7 separate regions of the Sus scrofa genome follow, and regions 2, 3, 4, 5, 6 and 7 are each linked to region 1. A link is a contact called in public Hi-C and targeted proximity ligation data. All regions are on one chromosome and are shown on one strand. The core of a region is the stretch at or near the end of the contact, and the rest is flanking DNA. Distances in the headings are between cores, read along the strand shown. Region 1 overlaps CPQ (carboxypeptidase Q). Region 2 has its middle 83 kb from the start of PTDSS1. Region 3 overlaps CPQ (carboxypeptidase Q). Region 4 has its middle 15 kb from the start of TSPYL5. Region 5 overlaps CPQ (carboxypeptidase Q). Region 6 has its middle 72 kb from the start of TSPYL5. Region 7 overlaps SDC2 (syndecan 2).

Evidence for each region. A called contact is a pair of places that touch in the nucleus more often than the background predicts.
Region 2: a contact with region 1 is called in a targeted proximity ligation map of alveolar macrophages. A contact is called at or near these places in 2 of 47 Hi-C or Micro-C datasets (both in embryonic fibroblasts) and 1 of 2 datasets of targeted methods (alveolar macrophages).
Region 3: a targeted proximity ligation map of alveolar macrophages shows a contact between it and region 1. A contact is called at or near these places in 1 of 47 Hi-C or Micro-C datasets (embryonic fibroblasts) and 1 of 2 datasets of targeted methods (alveolar macrophages).
Region 4: a contact with region 1 is called in a Hi-C map of embryonic fibroblasts, with 1.8 times the contacts expected there. A contact is called at or near these places in 1 of 47 Hi-C or Micro-C datasets (embryonic fibroblasts) and 1 of 2 datasets of targeted methods (alveolar macrophages).
Region 5: a contact with region 1 is called in a targeted proximity ligation map of alveolar macrophages. A contact is called at or near these places in 1 of 47 Hi-C or Micro-C datasets (embryonic fibroblasts) and 1 of 2 datasets of targeted methods (alveolar macrophages).
Region 6: a contact with region 1 is called in a targeted proximity ligation map of alveolar macrophages. A contact is called at or near these places in 1 of 47 Hi-C or Micro-C datasets (embryonic fibroblasts) and 1 of 2 datasets of targeted methods (alveolar macrophages).
Region 7: a contact with region 1 is called in a targeted proximity ligation map of alveolar macrophages. A contact is called at or near these places in 1 of 47 Hi-C or Micro-C datasets (embryonic fibroblasts) and 1 of 2 datasets of targeted methods (alveolar macrophages).

What each region holds. Positions count from the first base shown.
Region 1 is chr4:39,805,478-39,809,090 of Sscrofa11.1, reverse strand. CPQ (carboxypeptidase Q) reads left to right here. Exons shown (of 8, transcript NM_001243691.1): 2 at 1-190. Among named protein-coding and RNA genes, the nearest start is that of CPQ, 49 kb to the left of the region's middle.
Region 2 is chr4:40,291,212-40,294,692 of Sscrofa11.1, reverse strand. No RefSeq gene overlaps it. Among named protein-coding and RNA genes, the nearest start is that of PTDSS1, 83 kb to the left of the region's middle.
Region 3 is chr4:39,522,897-39,526,167 of Sscrofa11.1, reverse strand. The region is part of intron 7 of CPQ (carboxypeptidase Q); the gene reads left to right. Among named protein-coding and RNA genes, the nearest start is that of TSPYL5, 160 kb to the right of the region's middle.
Region 4 is chr4:39,346,504-39,349,823 of Sscrofa11.1, reverse strand. No RefSeq gene overlaps it. Among named protein-coding and RNA genes, the nearest start is that of TSPYL5, 15 kb to the left of the region's middle.
Region 5 is chr4:39,540,726-39,544,260 of Sscrofa11.1, reverse strand. All of the region lies in intron 7 of CPQ (carboxypeptidase Q), which reads left to right. Among named protein-coding and RNA genes, the nearest start is that of TSPYL5, 180 kb to the right of the region's middle.
Region 6 is chr4:39,433,233-39,436,516 of Sscrofa11.1, reverse strand. No RefSeq gene overlaps it. Among named protein-coding and RNA genes, the nearest start is that of TSPYL5, 72 kb to the right of the region's middle.
Region 7 is chr4:40,063,499-40,067,115 of Sscrofa11.1, reverse strand. All of the region lies in intron 1 of SDC2 (syndecan 2), which reads left to right. Among named protein-coding and RNA genes, the nearest start is that of SDC2, 64 kb to the left of the region's middle.

The DNA.
Region 1 (3,613 bases), core at 486-2,985:
TGGTGGTGACCTCTTTCGATGAACTGCAGAGAAGGGCCCCAGAAGCAAGAGGGAAGATTGTCGTTTATAATCAACCTTACAGCAACTACTCGAGAACAGTGCAGTACCGCGTCCAGGGGGCTGTGGAGGCTGCCAAGGTGGGGGCTTTGGCATCCCTCATTCGATCAGTGGCTTCCTTCTCCATCTACAGGTTGGTCGTTATGTTTCTTTGAAATGCTTTCAAAACCCCAGGTTTTCTATGAAAGAGAAGCTCCTAGGAAATGAAAACAAACCAGTCAAATGAAAATACTGACGGTTCATGGAATTTTCCCCTATCCCATATTTGGTCATTTGTTTGTCATGTCTTCATTGCCCCTTTCAGGATTCCAAGCATCACTTGCGCATTCCTTTAAAAAGTTTTCCACATCCACGATGATGCCATAACATTCCTTCTATAACCAATATATTTTATGTATTTGCACTGGAGGGAGAACTGAATTCATGTCTGCATTTCATCAAAGATTCCGAATGACCTCAGAGGAAGCCAGGCTTTTTTTTTTTTTTCCATTTTCACTAGAGAAGTGAAATAAAAATAAAGTGGGTAACCTGATGGGGGCCATCTATCGTGTAGTGGAAAGAGTTGGGAAAGCAGAGCACCTTGGATATAGACCTGGTTCTGCTTCTGAAGAACTATTAGGCCTTGAGAGTGTTCTTATTTTTTTAATTGAAGTGTAGTTTCAGGTGTACAGCGTGATGATTCAGTATTTTTGCAGATTATACTCCCCAAGTTATTATGAGATAATGGCGATAATTCCCTCTGCTGAACAATGTATTATTGTTCCTTATTTAGTTTATACATAGTAGTTTGTACCTGTTAATCCCTTACCCCCTTAGGAATGTTCTTAAAACTCTTTGGGCCTCACTCTTCTCCTCTATTAATCAGTGATGATGAACACTCATTTACCAAATGATTTTATCTATAAAGGTCTATGTAAACGTTTGGTGGTATTTTCTGAGGGTCACGTCGTAAGTTTTGTCTTTTTCTTTGTAGTTCTGATTGGGGTCATTGCAAAGCACTTTATCGACTTTCAGTCTTAAGAGGAAATTTGGCATTGCAGTGGGTAAACAGTCTAAAAATTGACCTGAAGACATTGGGCCGAGTTTAGTAGCTACATCACCTATCAAGGATAAACATCGATGAAAGAAGTGCCATTTTAGTGTTATAGCCTGGTCTCTGTAAGATTAGAAAAACATGCATAAATAACTGCAAATAGCATTTATTTGGATCTCAAACCTAGATCTTTAGATTTTTGTGTAAAGGAATGTCTTGTTATTTTGCACATGTGCTCTTCGGAGCTGGAGACACAGTTGCCTGACCTTAATTAATTATCACCCTACACCTTTGAAAAGAAAATAACTGAGGAGACATCAGCGACTAGGAAACCCAGGTAGAAAGCTTTCCAAAAGGGCAGAGAAAAGGAAAGGAAGTTTTTCTTTCACGGGGATAAGTTATCTTCCTGGGGAGGAAGATGGGGCTTGTTAAAGCCACTTGTTAAAAAGTTCTGTGAGAGAAAACCTAGTTACAGTGATGTCATAGGGCTAAAAATAATGCTCTTTGTAGAGTCTTTAAAGGTTTGGTGACTAGTAAAATAGCAATTTGACCATATTCTTTTGGATGGTTAATCATCCCAGGAGGGAAGTCCTGAAATAGCTAGCTTACTTCCCAGAATCCCTCAGTTACCCCTTAGAATAACATACTCAGCAACTTGTGGTCATTCACCATGATTTCACTGGTCATGAGGCCTAAATTATGGAGCCAGTCTGTTGCTTTGTGAAACTAGGTGATTGCCAGAAACATTTATTTAAGAACTACTACTCATAAGACTAATAAATTCCCAGATGACTTAATGCACAGCAATCTGCCAGGGTTCATTGGCATTTTTTTTTTTTTTCCTGGTGTAATGAGGACATCTGGAAACCGAGGCTGTAACCTAGGAGCACCAGAAGAATTTTATCCAGCCTCTAAGATTTGGGGTTGGCAACATATAATGTGTATTCAAACGCCGTTTTTCTTAATATTTCTAGATCCGGACTGGTTCTAATTTTTTCATTGATTTTATAGCCAGACATGTTTCAGTGGACTCTTTTTTTTTGTTTATATATTACTCCCTGAATTTATTACATTTATAGTTGTACAATGATCATCATAACCCAATTTTATAGCATATCTATCCCTAACCCCCAGCACATCCCCCCACCCCCCAACCTGTCTCCTTTGGAAACAAAGTCTGTGAGTCAGTATCTGTTCTGCAAAGAAGTTCATTGTGTTCTTTTTTCTTTTTGTCTTTTTCGGGCCAAACTGGAGGCATATGGAGGTTCCCAGGATAGGGGTTCAATCAGAGCTGTAGCCGCCGGGCTACTCCAGAGCCACAGCAATGCTGAATCTGAGCTGCATCTTCAACCTACACCACAGCTCATGGCAATGCCAGATCCTTAACCCACTGAGCGAGGCCAGGGATCGAACCCACAACCACATGGTTCCTAGTCGGATTCATTTCCGCTGCGCCATGGCAGGAACTCCTCTGCAGACCATTTTAACCTGGCTCTTCCCAGTACTAAATGGAAATTGTTAAGGTCACAAATAGCTGCCTAGCTGTCAAATATAATGGACATTTTTCAGGCCATCATCTTTAACTCTCTGAAGCATTTCTTACTATTGACTACTTTCTTCTTTCTTTCTTTCTTTCTTTCTCTTTCTTTCTTTCTTTCTTTCTTTCTTTCTTTCTTTCTCTTTCTTTCTTTCTTTCTTTCTTCCTTCCTTCCTTCCTTCCTTCCTTCCTAATTGAGCTCATTCTTTCACCTCTCCCCTGCATTTTCTCAGTGAAGAGAATGCCATCTGTTCTGCACTCTGAGTTAGATGATCCTTGATTACTTTTTTCTTGCCCCTTATCCATCATTTTTAATGGTTATTACATCTCCCAGCTTCTGCTCTGTATAAGTCATTTCAGCAAATACACATTGAGCAACTCCATTTCCCAACATCACTCCACGTTCTTCTAGTCAGGGGTCACTAAGACTTTCCTAGTGCACCCCATTTCCTCAAAGTTCCATGACTTTGCAAATGCTTCTTCCTCCGCAACTTTTCGATCCCCTTCTTCACTATTTCACACTATCCTTCAGTTTATCTGAAGTGTTTCTTCTTCTGGGGAGCCTTCCCTGATATCCAACTCTAGCCCAGGTGAGCTATCTCTTTTGGGTAGCTCATGTCAGCTGGTGTATATTCTGCATCAAAGTCTTGGAGGTAGTTTGGGTGCCTGCTTTGGTGGGGGTAGACTAACTGTTGTAACAAACAACTTAGCCACTTAACACAACAGGAATCTCTTTCTTACTCACATAATGATTCTAGGAGGGTGCTCCGCAGGTAGCCGTCTGCTCCTTTCCATCCTGTGGCTCCATCACCTCTAAGAAATCAGAGTCTTCTGCGGGGTCCTCTGCATCCATTTGGCTAATCAGGAGCTGGGGAGAGAAAGTCGATAATCAAGGGAAAGGTTTTCCGTGCCAGGCCTGGCCATGGCATACCTTGCTTCCGCTTACATTCCACTAGCCAGAATGCAGTTTGGTCTATCTTTGTGCT
Region 2 (3,481 bases), core at 678-3,177, 490 kb before region 1:
TAATATCTTTGACGCAATAAATACCCATGGCTTTTTCATTTCACTATCATCTATGAATTAAAGGACTTATTTACTAATATCTACCAAAGAGGGAGGAAATAGTTGGATGTGTGTGTGGTTTTGTTTATTTGGCTTTTGAGGTTTTTTTGGTGGTGGTGGTGGTTTTTTAGTGTGTGGGAAGGCTGAAATCTTCCTTGTCTCCTGTGTTGCCTAAAAACTGTCTTTAATCCATTTCAGAAATTCACCTGCAATTTTGTCTCTCTGGACATTCCCTTTCTTGCAGGTTGGTTGGGCAGGTTTTATAGCTGCCTGTCCTATGAGAAGGTATTGTTTGTCACTGTCTAGCACGGTCAAGGATTTACAGCGGGTCCAAGTGGCTGGCTCCCAGGCCTCTCACACGGCTAAGCTCAGCTTATCCATCGTGATACCCTGGTTGAAAACTGGTCTCTGTGTACAGCAGCTGGCTGGAGGGGTGGGTGACGGGCAAGCTTCCTGTCTGCAGTACTGGTAAAAGAGACTCCTAAGCCCCAGCATTGCCTTCTTGGAGCAAAGAGAAGGGTATTGGCAGATCCATCCGCGTCTCATAAACCCAGCGCCAACACGAACATCTTTCAGAAAATACAATTGGGGAGTTCCCGTCGTGGCACAGTGGATGAATTTGATTAGGAACCATGAGGTTGCAGGTTTGATCCCTGGCCTCACTCAGTGGGTGAAGGTCCAGCATCGCCCTGAGCTGTGGTATAGGTCACAGACGCAGCTTGAATCCTGTGTTGCTGTGGCTGTGGTGTAGGCTGGCAGCTAGTAGCTCTGATTAGACCCCTAGCCTGGGAACCTCCATATACCGCAGGTGCAGCCCTAAAAAGAAGAAGAAGAAGAAGAAGAAGGGGGGAAAAAAGAAAATAGAATTGGTCTGAGAGTTTTGCTATCACGACTGATGCAACCGGACCCCCAAGCTCCTTGGCCATTCTGGGCTCGTGCTTGGACCTCTTTGCCCTGGGAGTTAGTTTTGTTTGTTTGTTATTGGAATACTCTGAAAACATCATTGCCAAGGGTCTGCAAATTGTGGGTGCTAATGGCAGAAGGTATTCCCCATATGCCTGACCTCCTGACCCCCACAAATCTCCTCAGCTCCTCAGACACCAGTCTTCCTGTGTAGGGTGTGTCTGTCCCTTTTCTGGACGCTGAGTAAAGGGGACTCATGTGGACTTTACAACCATGGGAAATAAGATTTGTTTGCCTTTAAAAGTAAAAGAAGGTAAATCAGAGACCCAAAACCTAAAATATTGCATTCACATGTCTGAAGTATACACACAATAGCCTTAATTACAGCATCAAATTGCAGGCATGGTTTATGTAACCATCCATGCTGGAAAATCTGGACTGTAAACCTTACTGTTCCCACTCGCCTGACTCATCCGTCAGTCCATCTGCACACATCATGGGCTGATTAGGTATTTTACGGGTGCAACCTGGGAAAGGCACGCCAAGATCCCCACGTTTCAAAATGTTTAAAATCCTCTGCCTTCTCTCAGAGGGAATGAAAGCCAGGCCAGGAGTAGGCGGATGAGTTCACCAGGGCCCCTGCCGACAGATCTTCCAGACAAAGGCATTCGGGCGACTGGGGTGCTTCAAAAGACCTCTTGGAGAGGTGGTGTGTCTTGAGACACCCTCCCTCCCCTGAATCTTCCTGGATACCACTCAGCTGGGTTTGCTAGGGAGCCAGGTGCCAGAACAGCACTTCCAATTCTAGATAAGGGGCGTCGCTTAAGACCCCCTCCCCCGCTCCCCTTTGCATCCAGCCCCAAATGTATGTGTATTCTTCAATCCTGTGAGTTTGCCTGTTTTCCACGTTTCCCTGGCTCTGAGGCTCGAGTACTTCGCCCAAGAGCACATGGCCACTAGGGGGCGTCAGATCAACCCTGATGCTCTTCCTCCCACCCCAGGCTCCTTGATTTAATTCTTGCGCACACGTCTTCTGCCGGGTTCCTGGACCCGAGCCTCCACCTATTTCCACCCCCCCGCCTGGCTCTCAGGCAGCCTCTGCTGATGGAGGGTAAGGAGCCCCGGGGGGCTCCCCTCCCCCTGGTGCGCACTTAGCGGTGGTGCCCGCAGCGACTGCAGATGTTGATCTTCCCTGCGTTTTCTGCTGCTTCCGTGCTTGGTGGCGGGACTAACGGGTGTCTCGAGCTTCCTTGAAGCAGAGCCCCCCCTCTGTCTGTTTGGGTTCTTTTCCTGACGTTTCCTTGCCTTCTGCAAACTGTCGGAAGGCGATGCCCCCTGCCTGTAGCAGCTCCCTCAGCCCTCAGGAATCTGATTTACGATCTGGCGAGGCCGTAAACCTCTGCTCTTCACTTCTGAAAAGGACTGCAAAGTATGGGAAAGAATGTAAATTATAAATACTGAATTCCTACGGTCAGCAATCATGTAATGGCCTGCGTTGTTGTGTTTTGCGTTCTTTTTTTTAAATATGGTATCCATATGGCTTTAATTTCTAAGGGTCTGGGTTCCCCCACTGCCACCACCATATTTTTAGGGAGAACAGATAACAGTGAAATGTCCCACTGAGATCAGGTATTTTTCTTTCTTTCTTTTTTTTTTTTTTTTTTTTTTTTTGCTTTTTCTAGGGCCGCTTCCCGCGGCATATGGAGGTTCCCAGGCTAGGGGTCCAATTGGAGCTGTAGTTACCTCCTGACGCCAGAGCCACAGCAACACCAGACCCGAGCCACGTCTGTGACCTACACCACAGCTCACGGCAACGCCGAATCCTTAACCCACTGAGAGGCCAGGGACCGAACCCTCAACCTCATGGTTCCAAGTCGGATTCGTTAACCACTGCACCACGACGGGAACTCCTAGGTATTTTTCTAAAATGAGAAATAACATTTTCTGATGACTCACTGGCCAAAGACTGAAATGCCACACTCTTCACAAAGAGGGATGGGACTGGAGGTGACCGTTCTCTGCCTGCTGATCTGGTGGCCCAGCTCTAGACCAGCCCCTGGTGTGGTCAGCCTTACCCCCCTCCTCCCCCGCCCCAAACCCCGTTTTGACTTTCTCAGAGGTGGTTTTCCGGTAAGATTTTTTGAAATTCTCTTCCTGTCCCTCTTACGAGTCAAAGTCTGCTCACTCGGTGGGAACAGACTTCTCAGCGCGGCTGCAAGCGGTGAAGACAGCCGCAAAGTCATCCTCAAGACACAATGACCGCTGGGTTTGAATGTTCATTCCAGCTGCGGGTCGGCTCCCGGCTTAGATTTCACATGCGGGGCGGAAGGAGCTCCACGCTCTGCCGAGGCAGGAAGGGGCCGCTGGTCACCGCGTGAATTCCTGCCGCCCTTCCCGGACCACAGAATCCAGTTCCTGAGATCACAGTGCTGGTGTTCAGCATTTTTGCCCTCAAACCCAACCTCGTCCTGCTTCCAAATGATGGGTGAAAGCTGCAAAAACACCCGGCGTCTTGAAGTTCTCAAGCCACTGTTTTAAC
Region 3 (3,271 bases), core at 573-3,072, 280 kb after region 1:
CTGCTCCTACCATCCTGCCCGCTGCTATGACCTCAGCCCACCCTTCTGGCCTTACTGCCCATGGCTGACAAAGCCCTTCCCAAGACCCACAGTACACTTTCCCAACTCCTTTCTTCCCCTGATTTACCTCCCCGGCTTGCCTTTCCCCAGCTTCTCCTTGAGAGTCGCTCTCTGAAGCCTGCTTGAGGCAGCATTTCCGTGAAGCCATGCTGTCCTTTACCCAGTTCCTATTTCATTTGATTTTTTTTAATTGAGATGTAATTGACATATAGTTTGATAAGCTTTGATAATCGTGGGCACCCGTGTAAGTACCACCCAACTCAAGATATAACATTCCCATCACCCTAGACAGTTTCCTCATTCCTCTTTCCAGACACCCCCCAACCTCCCCCTCATCTCCAGAGACAACCACCATTCTGACTTCTATCATCTGAGGTTAGTTTTTCCTGTGCCTGAATTTCATATAAATGGAATAAGTGCAGGGAGTTGTGTCATATTTATTTAGCAACGCATCCTGTTTTTGAGGCTCATCCGTGTTGCATTTATCATTAGTTCATTCTTTCTTATTGCTGAGCATTTTGTGTCCACAATTTGTTTATCCATTTTCCTGTTAATGACACGTTTTGCTTTTTTTTTCAGCTTTGTTTGTATTTATGCATAAAGCTCTGCACATTCTTATGAAGATATTTTTGGTAGATATACGTTTTTTCCCTCCTTGGGAGTGGAACTGGCTGGGTTGTAGGAGAGAGGTATGTTTAACTTTGTAAGAAACTGCCAAACTGCTTTCCTAAGTGGTTTGACCCCGTCCCGTTCTTCAAGGTTCCCGCCAGCAATGGATGAGCGTTCCAGTTGCTCCACATCCATTTCTTACTCCCGGGTCCTTGTTCACCTTTTGCTTTGACACGTGGCTCTGAGTTATTAGAGCATCTCGCTCCTCTCCCCTTGAGCTTCTTCAGGTCTGCAGCTGTGCCTCATGTCTTTGCCCACCCCAGTCCACTTCCTAGAGCTGGCTCTCTCGAATGCTGTACAAAACAGAATAAGATGGAACCACATGCAGGAGGCAGAGACTCTGGGCCTTCTGTATAGACAGCAGCCGAGCGGCCCAACAAAATCAATCTGGTCTGACTCTCCCGGCAGTGTGTTACCGAACTGCAGCTTGAGCACAGGGCTCCTGTGGCCATTTGTTACCGTCTTCGGGAAAGGCTTTTTATCAGATTCATAGCAGCAAGTGATACAAATTATTGGACTTCTTTTCCAACATAAAAAATAGCTAGTTGCAGCCTTTTGAAGCTGGGTAAGTGAGCCATTGATCTTACCTGTAGAACACTGCAGGGTCTTTTTGTCCTGTCTTAACTTCCAATATTCTACAATGGGAGCTGGCCTCTCCAGGCAAGCTGCTCTGATCGCTATTCCCTGAGCATACTGTGTTCATATCCTCTTCCATGCCTTTTTCCCAAAGTATTGGGAGAAATTCTCATGAGGAAAGCTCTCTCTTTTTCCCCCCTAGAAGCTAAGGCTTCAAGGCCCTGGCACAAGTGCCAGGGTCTCCATGAAGCTTTCTTTCCCCGCTGCTTCATCCTTCCGTAACTATTCTCTCCTGTGAATTATTATAGCCTCCCCAGGGGAGGGTGATAGCCCCCATCTCAGTTCCCCTACGTGACAAGGACACCCCAGATGTCTGCAGCCATGATTCAGAGGGCCAGCGGCTCAGCAGAACCTCTTTTTTTTTTGACATCGCTTGCTCAAAATGAGCCACTCCACTTCTCACCAGCACTGTCTGCCAGCTGCCATCATCTTGAAACGATAAATTGCTTCAGCTCCTGTTTCATCACTCGCCAGTCAGCGGAGAGCCTGAGTTATATTCAAGAGTGCAGGTTAACGCCGTCAGTCCTCTGGGTGTGGGAAGGCACTGAGTAACATGCTGCTGCCTGGTACCTGAGCTCAGGCTGCTCACTTTCCAAGGGAGACAGTGAAACAGTTGGCTTATTCTTGGCAAATATCCTGAACGAGACAAGAGGGGGGGGCCTCACAACCCTCCCTGTTCTCTTTTCTCTGTTCTCTCTTGCTCGCTCTCAAAGCAGACTGGCATCTTGTCTGGTCCATCATAGACTCTGGGCAGTTATCCCAGATAGTCCCAGAAAGACTACCCCAAAACAAGTCTTCTCTTTCCACTCCCGTTGTCTTTATTCGACTACAGAAAAATCCTGCATTTTTAGTGCTGGACAGTGTGAGCTAGAGTCCCCAGGAAGCTCACCCTCCTAGACCTCCTTATTTTGCCGTTTTGCTCATCTCTTCACCTGACTGTGCCGCTTCACTTTCTTCTTGCCTCCCAGCCCCTGCAAAGTACGCTTCCTCATTCAGAAGTATTTAACATCATTTTCATTTTTTTGATTTTTTTTCACTAAACACTCGGGTAGAAATAAAATCCAACAAAAGTCAAGATAGAAACAGTGCCTACTTGGAGTTCCCATCGTGGCTCAGTGGTTAATGAATCCGACTAGGAACCATGAGGTTTCGAGTTTGATCCCTGGCCTTGCTCGGTGGGTTAAGTATCCGGCGTTGCTGTGAGCTGTGGTGTAGGTTGCAGACGCAGCTCGGATCTCGTGTTGCTGTGGCTCTGGTGTAGGCCGGCGGCTACAGCTCCGATTCGACCCCTAGTCTGGGAACTTCCACATCCTTCCATATGCCATGGGAGCAGCCCAAGAAATGGCAAAAAAGACAAAAAAAAAAAAAAAAAAGAAACAGTGCCTACTTCTGGAGCTTATATTTACTAGGAGGCATAGATACACAAAGAGACAACTATAAAAAAAGTGTCCTGACTGCCTTCTTATTAAAAGTGCAGGGCACTGTAGGGACACAGGAAAGGAGCACTGAGTCTGGCCTCAGAGGATCTGGGAAAGCTTCCAAGAAGAGGTGACATTTAAGTCAGCAAAGTTACCCAGAAGTCCGCTGAAAGATCTGACTGTGGGAATGGGGGCTTCACATACCAAGAGCCATATGTAGGGACACACAGGGTTACGGCCATTATACAGCAGCTCCGCAGCCACTGTGTATCAGCTCCAACAGCTCTACCACCCTGCAAGCAAGCAAGCAAGCACTCAGGGAGTTGGAGAACTCAGGTTTATTACGCCGGCAGGCCCAGAGGAGATCTCTCTCTCTCTGGGGTCTGAGCCCTGAGGAAGGGCTTCACAAGACTTTTATGGGCTAGCTCTTCTGGGTCTATGCTTGGTGGAACAGACCGGAGTGGGTATAGGCAGGATCAGGATGGTTG
Region 4 (3,320 bases), core at 599-3,098, 460 kb after region 1:
AATCTGACTAGCATCCATGAGGACACAGGTTTGATCCCTGACCTCACTCAGTGAGTTAAGGATCCGGCATTACCATGAGCTGTGGTGTAGATTATAGACACAGCTCAGATCTGACTTTGCTGTGGCTGTGGTGTATGCCGGCGGCTACACCTCCAATTCGAACCCTAGCCTGGGAATCTCCATATACCTCAGGTGCAGCCCTAAAAAGACAAAAATAAATAAATAAATAATAATTCCTAGGATTCTAATCCAGGTAAAGAATACTCTTCTCTCAGCACAGTTCTTAGGATGCAGGCACTGGGAGTGATGGTTGTTTCTCAGGCAGGGGTCCTCAAACTGTGCTCCAGGGAGCCCTTGAGGTCCCATGAAGTTGTCTCAGAAATGGCCAGACAGAGGGACACACACCCAGATGAGTCCTTGCCCTCAGTCCTGGGCTAGGATGAAAAATGGGGCTTTTGATGATGGGACTTGAGGTGGAAGGAGAAAGAAGTTCCTTTTGTTTTTTTGGTTTTTGTGTTTTGGGTTTTGGGTTTGTTTTTTGTTTTTTTGTTTTGTTTTGTTTTGTTTTTTGGTTTGTTTGTTTGTTTGTTTGTTTTTGCCTTTTCTAGGGCCGCTCCCACGACACATGGAGGTTCCCAGGCTAGGGGTCGAATCGGAACTGTAGCCACCGGCCTACACCAGAGCCACAGCAATGCGGGACCCAAGCCGCGTCTGGTCTGCAACCTACACCACAGCTCACGGCAACGCTGGATCCTCAACCCACTGAGCAAGTCCAGGGATTGAACCCTCAACCTCATGGTTCCTAGTCAGATTCATTAACCACTGCACCATGACAGGAACTCCAAGAAGTTCCTTTTGATGTAAAAACTCACAGAACCTCTGCAAAAAGAGGCTCCATCTTCGTGGTCTGGAAGATTTGACTGCCTAGTGTTTGTTTCCCATGACATTATAAATGTTTGGCCCCATCCTTACTTCCCAGAGGCGCATTCAGAGAAGAGAGAGCTGAATGGCTGGCCACCCCTGCAGGGAGCTAAGGAGAAGAGGGTGATACCAGGAGGAGGGGGTGGAGGACCTCAAGGAGGCAGGGCCAGGGGAGGAACTAGGAAGAGCATGTCAGAGGGGGAGGTTTGTTTTTGTTCCCAGTGCCACTAAGGAGCATGGCCCTGTGACCAAGCCCGTGGCGCTGGAGGCGAGCATGGTGGAACCTCAGACACCCCACCTCCCCTGTGCTCTGTGGGTCCAGTGGGCCCTGAGACGGCTGCCAGTGATGCCGCTTAACGAAATGCTGCTAGGACCACTTCCCCTCAGCAAACTATTGAGTGCATACATACATGAGGCTTCCACTTAAGATTTCATTTGAATTTTTAAAACAAAAGCTGAAAACCCCACAATTTAACCCAATCTTCTCATTTCATAGGAAAGGAGATAAGATTCCAGATTAAGAGGCTTACCCCAGGTCAAGGAGAGAACCGGTAGAAAGTCCGGAACCAGAACCAGGACTTTCAACGCCCAATCCTCTATCCCTACCAGACAGCCCTATGTTCCTCAAACCCTGGGCAAGCATCTTTGGCCTGCACAGCCCTGTCACTTAGGAATGATGATCACTGGCTTTAACTGGGTAGCCTCACCTCCAGTGCACCAATGGAGGAGATTGAGTTTTTTGGATGTTGCAGCAAACCCCCTGCTTTACAAGGAACCCAACCTTCATCTTGCGATGTTCCTCGACTGTGAGCTCCTGGCTTCACCTGGGTCCCCGTCGCCCCCCCACGTCCCTTCCCTTGGCCTTGCAGCCTTGTGCTCCCTGGAAACGCTGCCGTGGCTTGTTCGGATGACGCAGCCTGCGAGCTGGCTGCTGGTCAGGGTTTTCGCAAGTTTGCCACGTTGCAGTGACAGGACTGTGTCAAGACCCAGATGCTTCAGCACAAATAAATAGCACATCTGGGACCTGGATGGGGTCCAGCTGCATATCCTAGAAAAAAACTGGAGTGGAAACAGAGCCAAATGATACACAGCTGGAAACTGTTAAGTTTGCAGGGCAGGGGGCGGGGGGGCGGGTGGGGGTGGCGGCGGGCGGTTGAAGCAGAGAGATGAAGAAAGAAATGGAAAGGAAGGAAAAGAGATCAAACCAGGGATTACTGCTGTCTGTAGGCTCTGAATTATAATTGCTGAGAAACAGACCATGGTTTATACAACCGCTGAATTAAAAGCATTCCTTCAAATAGACAAGGCTGGCCAAGTATATGAAAAAGTATATATGTGTGTGTGTGCATATATACATATATATGTCACTTTGCTGTGCAGCAGAAATTGGCACATTGTAAATCAATAATACTTTTATAAAAAGTAATTTTTTAAAAATGGAAGTAATGAAGGTGATTTAAAAAAAAAGAGTTTTCCTACAAAATGATGGTTTATAATAATTGACCTCAAAGCAGAGAGACTGAGCAGGGAAGCTTGACTCGTGGACATCTGGCTGCCTTGGATGTCGGTTTGGTCACCTCCCCTCTGTTTGAATCTATCAATGGCTTCGTGGTGAGCGGGGTGAAGGAGGTCAGCCCTGCATCGGTGAGCACACCAGGGCTCCCTCCCTGGGGTCACCCGGTGTTTAGGAAGCTCAGCAAGTTCCCAGACCCCAAGGCAGCTGAAGGCACCTGTGATGAACCTGCAGAGAATTAAAGAGGAGGCCAGAGAGGAGGAGGAGGGGGTGGTACAGTGACGTCACTCTCTCCCAGCCCAGATGCCCAGGCAGATGATTCACTGAGATGAATCAGCGATGGCTGCCAAGGCAGCTGCCCACCCATGGCCCTGCCAGAGACTAAAAGCCACAAGGGCATCACCAAGGAGAGGAGAGGAAATAAAGTGAAGATTAGTACAAAAACAAGGGTCGGGGAAAAAATCCGTTCCTCTCCCTCTTAACAGCAATCAAATGCATGGATCACCTTCTTAATGATGGCTTGGTTTAATCTCCTGGATTAAAAATACACCCAAATGAAGCCATCGTTAAGAGATGCCAGAATGCTGTCTTTCTAAGCAAAGCACAACATCGCAGGGCAAAGCTTTTCTAGATCTTTCCAGTCCTTCCTCCCTTGTCGACATCTTGTAGCAGGTGATGCAAGGTAAACCCTCTGCTAGAGAGGATCAAAGGTTCCTTCCAACCTACCTGGTGCTGGACTTTGATGGCCCAAAGATGCAGGCTTGTCATCATTTAAGGAAAGCAGATGACTCAACAAAGTGGACCCCATGGCAATTCTTCCATTTGATTTGGTTGAGATGCCAGATTTTCTGCATTCACAGACCATCTGAAAGAGTAAATGATTTTC
Region 5 (3,535 bases), core at 956-3,455, 270 kb after region 1:
GGAAACTTCTGCCTGGTAACTGCTGAATTAAACATTTGCCACTTTTTCCTTTTCAACACTATTGCTAACATGTATTGAACTCAGAATAGGGGTTGGGGGTGTTGGTCCTTTCTTGAACTTTGAGTGGCTTTTTGCAAATACTTCCTTATGTGAGACCTCAAACAGTGTAAAGCTTATTAAAAGTGCAGATCCCTGCTATTAAAGTGCAGATTCCCGGGGGTTCCAGTTGTGGCTCAGCAGAAACGAATCTGACTAGCATCCCTGAGGACACATGTTCGATCCCTGGCCTCCTTCAGTGGATTGAGGATCTGGCATTGCTGTGGTGTAGGTCGCAGATGCAACTCGGATCTGGGGTAGCTGTGGCTGTTGTGTAGACCAGCAGCTACAGCTCCGATTGGCCCCCTAGCCTGGGAACCTCCCTATGTCAAGGGTGCAGCCCTAAAATAAACAAATTTTTAAAAAGTACAGATTCCTGAGTCCTATACCTGAAACCCGAACATAGTAAGTCTGGGGTAGGACCTTGAATCTTCATTTTCCTTAAGTTTCCCTGATTATCAAGATGTAAGGTGTCTGTGAATCATCCTTTGAGGAAGAGGAGGGGTTCCAAGTCCTTATTCATGTCTTCAAACAGCAACTACCTATTGTAACCACCTAAGAATCAGTTAATTTAGGCAGTGTTTTCCCAGTTTATTAATGTTATCAGGTTCAGAACCAAAGGGATAACAGGCTACTTGGCATGAACAGCAGTTTGGTGGCTGCTAAGAATTCTCTGCGGCGGGAAGACCCGGGTGGGTTCCAGGACCCTGTGGATGAAGTTTTGGCAACACTGAGCAGCTTATCACCCTGACTCCGTTTTCTCCAGTATGTGAGTGGAGATAATTATCCTTGCCTTCTATCCCCCAATGCTGATGTTCTGACAAATGTTGAGGCACAACTTGTGAAAATAAACTAATTTCTCTGAGGTAGTGTCGTTACCTAAGTAACAGATTTCCAGAAACCAAACACCCGTAGAAAATGAAGCATTGCCCTTGTGTTTTAGAATAACTTCCCTCAGTTTGGGATGATGGTTTGTAAACCTGTTTCCTCAGAGACACTGCCTCTAACTTCCACGTTTACTGTCATCCTGTCTCAATTCATTTCTCTAACGATATTGAGATGCCAGATTGCCTGTCTACACCACCCTTGAACTGGTGCCCTTGGAACTCTTACTTTCCCACGCTCAGAACCCAGGAGGTCAACCGTACTCGACTCGCCAACAATAGCAAACAGCCGCTGAGCCAGCCTAAAATGAGATATGGGATTAAAAGTCAGGTTAAACCACAAAGCCTCCCCACTCATGAGTCAGTGTGTGGGTGCCTCAATACAAGACTACATGCAAGAGAGAAAGACTGAGTGAGGGGAAGTTCTCAATGCTTCTTTGTTTGTTTGTTTTCCTTTTTTTTTTTTTTTTTTTTGTCTTTTTAGGCAAAACCTCGGCATATGGAGGTTTCCAGGTTATGGGTCGAATAGGAGCTATAGCTGCCAGCTGACACCACAGCCACAGCAATGCAGGATCCAAGCTGTGTCTGTGACCTACCCCACAGCTCACAGCAACACCAGATACTTAATCCACTGATCAAAGTCAGGAATTGAACCCGCAACCTCATGGATACTGGTCAGGTTCGTTAACCGCTGAGCCATGACGGGAACTCCTCAATGCTTCTTTGGAATCGGAATGTTTAAAGGAAGCATCCTTGCCCACCCTCACCAGGGAAACCTCCCTCTTGTTTTAGCCACATCACCCTTTCTGGTCACTTCACAGCTGCAAGAGTCACTTCTTGCAGCTTTGTCAACGGCCAGGGGAATGCCTGTGGTGGAGCAAGGCAGGTTTATCACTCTTATAACTCCTTGCAGTGAGGCAGGACGCATCCCATGAGGACCCAGGAGGCATCTCAATCAAAGGATGTCAAAAAGGACTTGGAAGATTTGGGTTTTGGTTAGGGCAGGGTTTGGATGGGTCCAGGGAAGCAAGGCTTTACTCTAGCTTGGTCGCTCTCTGGAAGGGGGATAATTTAATGACTGGGCATCTTAAATCTCCTGTCTATGGAGGGCAAACTCAATGGAGACTGATGTTGTAATGCGTGAAAGAAGCAGCCGTCACTCATATGACGCCAAAAAGGGGATGTTTAGTATTTTGTGGTTTGCACAGTGACTTTGTTTTAGTCTGGGCAAAACTATGAAATGGCCTGTTTTGGCTTGCTTCATCAGTCACAGAATGCCCTTATCTGATGCTGGTGTCCCATGAGATTCGTTACCCGTCCAGCTGGAGCACAAGATGGTCTGGCATCTTCGACCACCCTGCCGTCTACCTGTAGGTGTCACACAAGTTCCCAGATGTCAACGGCTGCTTTCTCCGTTTCCAGTTCAAATGTCTTTGTTGGGTAAAATCAGTTTTAGAGCAGTATGATTTTTGTTGTTGTGAACATTTCTCAGCGTAGGTGCTTTACACTCAGTGCTCTCCTGACACTTGGGAAATGGATGGAGAATTATTAAGCTTTGCCATTGTGTGTGATGTGATCAGTTTATCTGATCTCAAGTTATATGTCCCTAACATTTAAGAACCTACGCATTAGGGACATCTAGGGATTTAGGAACAGTAGGAAGAGTGAGGAAAGATCCCTCCCCAAGAAACTATAGGTTAGTAGGAAATTATAAGGAGGAGCAAGAGGATATAAAATTATGGCCAAAGTCTACTCAAGGGTGGAATAGATGGTTGACAGAGGGACATAAAATATCAGACCTATCTGAACTCCTTGCAGCCAGATAAGCTGCAAGAACCCTTAGAATCAATAACCAACAAGGCACATGATTCCTACCATTTTATAATTTCTTTGTTCATTTATACACACACATATGTATACCACCTGGCACTGACTCATGATACTGAAATCATGGGCTGCTAAAATTATGAGAAAAGGCAGCTCATGTTCCAGGAGGTTTTCTTAACTGAGGAGAAAGTAAGCAGGATGAAAACTCAGTAGAAAACTGTGCGACATTTAGTTCTAACCCCCATTACCTTTGAAATCTGTCTGAAATCTCTTGTCAACTGCGGTTATCCTCAGGACCTTAAGGTGTGACGCCTATGAAATGTTCATTTTCACATAGACATAGAATAGTGTGGGAGGGGTGCTCTTCTTTTCCAACAGGAACTTCTGCAGAAACACTCAGTAGAGAGGGACCTTCCTCAAGGGGTGCAGGGAGGGCCCCTGCGCTGCCACTGAGCGGCTTAGATAACCACGGAGACTGAACTCTCACTTGATACTTGGTACCCTGGCCACAGACAGTGGCCCCTCTTCTTTTCCAGATTCTTTGTAAGGACTAAGCCTACTGAGAGGTTAAACCACCCATCAGAATATGAAATCTCTAAGGGAACCCATTTGCCTGGTGATTTCTTTGCTTCTACTTTAAAGCCTGTTCAGATCCAATACTTGGAGGCTCCCCAACACCATAAGGTGTGAGGCTTCATGAACAGGTGGGGAAAGCACCTGGTAAGCTC
Region 6 (3,284 bases), core at 512-3,011, 370 kb after region 1:
TACAGTAAGGACTGAGTATATAAATGGTAACACCGCCATATGGTGGAATGTATATTTTAGAAGAATATATGAGGCATGGAAAAAGACATACACCATACATGGGGAAAAATCAATTATAGAATTCTGGGGTGGGGAAAGGGATGTATCTAAGGTTCATCAGATAATTGATGGGAAAAGGCCACTTAATGTAAATTCACTTAAAACCTAATGAAGCGTTATAATGAATAGAAAAAGAAGGATCAGTTGGAGTTCTATCTTGAAAAATTAAACTAAAAATTATAGAATTTTATTTTATTGTATATTTAAGACTAGGTTATAATGAAACCGTTGAGCTAATTCTTGGAACACAGGCTAAAAGGAGGGTTGGAAAGGCTCTTCCTGATAAATTGAGTCAGGGACTCTTGTGCTGCCCCTTGAGTCCAAGGGAGATCCCAGGGTCACAGCTGAGGGAAACAGAGTGGAAGAGAAGAAGGAAGGTGACATAGCGTATGCATTGTCAAGGTCACTCCTGGTGGCAAAGAAGGGCATTGTCTCACCAGTGACCCTCCAAGGAGGGCAGAGTCGTCCACCTGGCCACTGACCACAAGTGTCCTTCTCACCAGCTCCCTGCTCTGATGGCTCATGCGTTTTCCCCGGGGTCACTGATGCTCCTGGCACTTCCGGGCTACTTGTGCCTGTTGGAAGAGCAGCAGCAGAACCAACACATCAGAGAAGCCCAGGAAGGACATAAAGGGTAGGAGCCATCAGTGGGGATGCCCACAGAGAAGCATCTTCCATCCTGAAGTCCTGCTTGTGGTCAAGTTGAGGCCAAGAACAAGCACTGAGTCTGGCCATCAGAGGTGATCAATCTCTGATGTCATGGTCACATAACACGAAAGCATCCTCATCTGAATTGCAATGCAGTCATGATGAAGACCATTGCAGAAGCCCTGTGTGGATATCTGAGGCCTTCGTCACTGTTCCCCAAAGGTCTTTCTTATTCCTTTCATGTTCTTCTCTTTTAAACCACTTTCCATAACCTCTTCTTGCTTAGCTTCTCTTCTCTGCCTGTTAACTGTCCTAACCCGCCAAACATCTGTCAATGGCTCTGCATGTGACGCCAGCAATTCTCCAACAGTGGTTTTATCTGCTTCACAAAACGATGCATCTCTTCCAAGGCAGGGGATTCCTCCTTGCGGTGAACTTGTCGTGCGTTTGCCGTTAGCTGAGAGCATAGCCACCGAGCAACAACATCCTCAGAAAACACAGCTTTCCTCACCTGTGTCTGAGGACTGAGAGGGCTTCCCCCCACCATGACTGCACCTAAGGCAGCTGAGCCCCAAAGATGAACAAGATCACAGAACTCTATTAGCGAGTGCCAGAAACATCGTTGACAAATGGGCTTTCGCAGGGGATAGAAGACAGAAAAGCCCTGCCGCTAAAATCCTGGATACAACCAACCACCTCATGCCACGCATTGACCCCAGTCGCAGCCCCGGGTTTTGAGCAGCCTGGATATGTAGTGTCCTCTGCTGGAAGAATATGCAAACGGATGGGACGTGGGGGAATTGCGAGGATGTCTCCAAAAGCCCTGAGTGGCGGCAAGAATACAAGGGCATAGGGTGTGACAAGCAGCCAAGTCAGACAGGAGCTATGTCACTTCATTTTTCAAGAGTGACGTTGTGAAATCCAAATGGCTTCAGAGGTCAAGTGTCCAGGATGTGGTGGATATTTGTTTCAGGACCTGAGCCCAAAGCGTCCATCTGAGTCAGGCAGTAACCGAGTACCACACGGGGGCGCTGCCAGCAGCTCCTCCGACAAAAGCCTGGAGCTGCTCTGAGCCGTAAAGGGCCAGGTGAAATCCGCAGGGATGGAGACCGAGCTTCCTCTAGAGGGCCCAGCCCTTTGTTGTAAAGGGTGATGATTACAGTTGGTTTGACCCGGGCAAAGTTGTTCTTGGGCAGAGGGAAGCCACTGCCAAGGGAACAGATGCCAGGGCCAGTACCAGTGGGTGGGCACTGCCCTTTGACATCAGTGGCAGGACGAGGAATGCTGCGATGGGGCAAAGGGCAGGTTCCACGGAATAGAGCAGGAGCAGCCAGTTCAGCTGGCCAGAGGGGCTTCCTGGAAGAAGAGGCACTTCAACCTTGAGAAGGGAGGAGTAAAAATCTCCCTCATTCTTAAACTTGAAATACTATGTAAGCCCTGAGATTAGCTGAGTTCTTTCTTGCCATAAAAATTACCTTTAAAAGGCGGGGGAAGGAGAGGAAAGTTGATTTTATCTGAGCCTATACAAAGTCTCATTTCTCAGAGTAAAAAGTCTCTTCTCTAAAACTTTATCTGGACCAATGAAGGCCTGTTTAGGGAAAGCATATTAAGCTAACATGACCTCTGTGGATGTTAGCTTATAGAGATGCTAGTTATAGAGATGTTTATAGAGATGACCATATAAATTTGGCGAAAAATTTAGAAGGCAAAGGGGAGTCCCTTCTGTGGCACAGTGAGTTAGGGCTCCAAAGGCAGCAGCTCAGGTCACTGTGGAGGCAAGTGTTCCATCCCTGGCCCTGGGCATTGGGCTAAGGAGCTGGCATTGCCAAGGCTGTGGCATAGGTCACAGCTGTGGCTCGGGTTCAACCCCTGACCCAGGAACTTCCATATTGCCACAAGTGCGGCTATAAAAATTTTTTTAATTTAAAAAAAGGTTAAAAGGGAGTTCCCTTCATGGCTCAGTGGTTAACGAGCTTGACCAGGATCCATGAAGGTGTGGGTTCCATCCCTGGCCTCGCTCAGTGGGTTGAGGATCCACTGTTGCTGTGAGCTGTGGTGTAGGCTGACAGCTGTAGCTCTGATTCAACGCCTAGTCTGGGAACCTCCACATGCTGTGGGTATGGCCCTTTGGAAAAAAAAAATGTTAAAAGAAGGCAAAGAATATAATACCAATTTGTGACGATTGCTGAGGTGGTGGCCTCCCAGTTGCATTAGATGTTGGGAACAAGCTAGCTAAAGAGCCCTCAGGATGCAGCATAAGTGATCTGCTTGAAATATCATCATAAAAACAATGGGGAGGTTCCTGACCATTTTCCTCAGATTCGGAAGAGCTGCACCCAACAGTTGAGAGGGGAGAAAAAGCCAGAGATGTGTTCTGGTGAGAGAAAGACACTGCTGCCCAAGGTATCCGTAGTAAAAGCCAATGTTTTAAAGAAATGAAAATAAAATATGTGCAATGTAATTTTAAACATATGTGTATCCCTAAACTGCTACATACTTGTGTCATTGACTATTTAACCCTTATCCTAGGGTTTGTA
Region 7 (3,617 bases), core at 721-3,220, 260 kb before region 1:
TGCCAATTTCATCGTTGAGAATCTGCTTTGCAGTGAATATGAAGCAAGGAATTTGCAGCTTTGAGGGCATGCATTTCACTGCCTTGATGTTGATTTTAGTGGTCAGTAGAACCATGGCAACCAAAAGCCCTCACCCCCAACTCTAGAGCATCCTAGGCAATGTGTATACCTGGAATAGACTTCATCGGATGGGTGTTTGCAGCCTATTGTACACTGTGTAAAACATTCTTCCTCATCACTGTTCTAGCAAATTGAACTCAAATGTGCACGTGTGCCTTTTATCTCTTGGATCTCAAATTTTGTCAGAAACATTTCTTGGGTCATCTGAGTGTAGAGATCTAAAAATTGAGTGTTTTAACAGAACACTTTTTTTTTTCATTTACTCAATGAATTTATTACATTTGTAGTTGTACGATGATCATCACAATCCAATTTTATAGGATTTCCATCCCACGACCCCAGTGCATCCCCCCACCCCCCAAACTGTCTCCTTTGGAGACCATAAGTTTTTCAAAGTCTGTGAGTCAGGATCTGCAGAACACTCTTAAACTGAAATGGAGATCCTTAGTTCTTCGGAAAAACTTAGGAAAGAGTGTTATTTGAAAATAATTTGGAGTATTTCTAAACTTTCCCCCTATTTATCTCCTTTGCATTTATTTTCCTCCCAACCAGGAGGGGAAAAAAATCCCCCCCCCCCATGATTATGTTTGTTTCCTGTTCTTGAATCACAATCACCCTGAAGGGCTTGGTGGTTTGAGGCGCTCCTGCAGGGTGTGGGATAAGTGACTAACAGAAGTCCTTATCTGTAGAGAACCCTGAAGATGGGACTGGGGTCTTTATCCCTGAGAGCTGTTCAGCAGCTGCTGTGAACTGAGCAGCCTTTTTAGAGATGCTTGGCTTGTGAGTTGTTGGGAAAGGGGAGATTCAATCCTAATAACAGTGACACTAGGGAGCATTACTACATGGTAGATGGGACCAGGTCTCCTTCCCCAAATTGACCCATTAGAGACAATAATTTGGGGGATGTTTATTAATGGACCCTCTGTTCCTCCACGTTTGCAGTGTCTTCATCAGGCTGTTATCTTAGGGCCTCCCATCAGGGAAGACACAGTTTTAAAAGTCCTCATCTCAGGGGTTCCTGCTGTGGCACAGTGAGTGGGTTAAGAATCCAACTGCAGCAGCTTGGGTTGCCGCGGTGGCGCGGGTTTGATCCCTGGCCCAGTACGGTGGGTTAAAAAGGATCTGGCATTGCCACATCTGCAGCATAGGTTGCAGCTGTGACTTGGATTCAGTTGGCCTGGGAACTTCCATATGTTACGGGTGTGACCACTTTAAAAAAAAAAAAATTGTTAGAAAAGTCCTCATATCAGTTTCTTTTCTGAGGGCTATAATCCCAAAATGTTTTTGGGTAGAGGCTCAGTAAGTACTTATTACTGATTTTTTTTTAATTGAGCATTGTTTAAAACAAATAGAATCTATTTCCTAAGGTTAAAGCCAAGCCTGGAAGTGGTCGTAATATAGTGTGTTTATGAGTCCTAGTCCTTTAGCTGAAAGCATAGTGTTAGGAACCTTTGTGACTCATCAGTTTTGAAATCCAGCTCACTCTTGAGACTGTTCTCTCTCTTTTCTGTTGGAAATTTCACACTTGGGCTTTTGGGGTTTCCCAAGGAGTGTATAGTCCTTCCAACGACAGACAACATAGATGGACTGGGGCCTCTCTACTCACATGAAAGTTTGAACCCCCAAAAGGGGTCTCATATTTCTAAGTGTGTGTAATGTAAAATGTAAAAATTAAAATAAAAATGAAAGATGGGATGGTTTCTCCAGTCTCACTTGTAGAATTTTGGGTAGACTCTAGCGATAACTTAAGCAGTTGATGGAGAGTGTAACTTAAGCAGTTGATGGAGAGTGTGAATAGTCATTCCCAGAGACAGACAGATTCTGCTGAAAAAGAAAGCTGACTGGCTGACAATACAACTATTATTGCTTATGAGGAAGGAGTTTGGATACTCCCCATTTCGTAGATGTAATACCTCTGTTGACTTGGGCTGATTCTGACCCAAGGCCCTTGGGAAATCACTTAGTTTCAAACAAGTCCCCTGACCTCTCTTCTCTAGACACATTTTATTTAAAAAAAAAAAAATCTATGGAAACATTGTACAGTGATTTTTTTTTTTTTTTTTTTTTTTTTTTTGCTTCTTAGGGCCACATTGTGGCATATGGAGGTTCCCAGGCTAGGGGTTGAAGCGGAGCTACAGCTGCTGGCCTCCACCACAGCCACAGCAACTCAGGATCCAGCGTGTGTCTGCAACCTACACCTCAGCTCACAGCAACACCGGATCCTTAACCCACTGAGCGAGCCCAGGGATCAAACCCACGTCCTCATAGATACTAGTTGGGTTTGTTACCACTGAGTCATGGCGGGAACTCCAACAGTGATTCTTATTTAAACTGGCCAATCATACCAGCCCAGTGTTCTTCTCTGATTATTCCTCATCCATGTCTGGAGTCCCCAGATATGGGTCTCACTCCTGGGGTGACAGGAATCGCATTGCTTCCTATTGATGGGTGCCCTGATCAGTTTTCCAGTCCTGATATCCTCAGCTCTTGGCTCCTACCCTCCATCTCTGTGATCATCTGTCTGTGATCATCTGTCTGGCAAGGTCCCCTGTTGCCCGAGGGCTGTACCTTCCTGTTGAGCAGGGCTTGGAACTTGTCTCCTGCTCAGCCAGTGATCAGCACACTTACTCAAGTCTCCCCATCGCCCGCTGCTGAGCAGGGCTGCTGGAACAGTAGGTGACTGTCCCTTGGGAGCTCCCACTTCATTCTAGCCTGTGAGCCCATTCCCTGGGCCAGGGTTTCTTTGGCCCCCACCCAGCCTGGGGAAGGTTGGCGTAGGTGCAGAAAACACCTCTCTCGTACTTGCTGAGGGATACCTCACATTCCTCCCACAAGCCCCAAGCATTTCACCTCTCACCCATTAAATGGAACTAAGAGAGAAAAGCTGCCTGTATTTTAATTTTCCCTCATCCAACCCACCTCTTCTTCCTGGGAGGGTAGAAAACCGACCCCCATCACTAAATAATTACTGGTAACGGCAGCCGTGTACTGCTTACTTATGTGCCAAGCAGCAGTGCTAAGCAGACTGTGTTTGTTAAGTCTTGGAATCCTCACTGCCGTCTTGGGAGGCAAGTATATGCTGTTATCCGCCCCCCGTATACAGGTGAATTAACCAGAGACCCGGAGCAGGTAGATCACTTGGCCAAAGTCCCTGAGCAGGTGGAACCCAGGATTAACCTAACCTATGTAGCTCCAAGGCTCTGCCTTTACACCGCTTGTACTGCTCATCACCAAGTGCATGCTGGCTTCAGGGTGGTTAATTTTGGCTTCCATTGGACTTTGCAGGTGATTGCATTTGACTTTTTTTGTCATTTTTTTTGTCCTTTTTTTAGGGCTGCACCGTGGCATATGGAGGTTCCCAGGCTAGGGTCTAATCGGAGCTACAGTTGCCGGCCTACGCCAGAGCCACAGCAACGCTAGATCTGAGCAACATCTGCAACCTACACCACAGCTCATGGCAACGCCAGATCCTTAACCCACTGAGTGAGGCCAGGGAT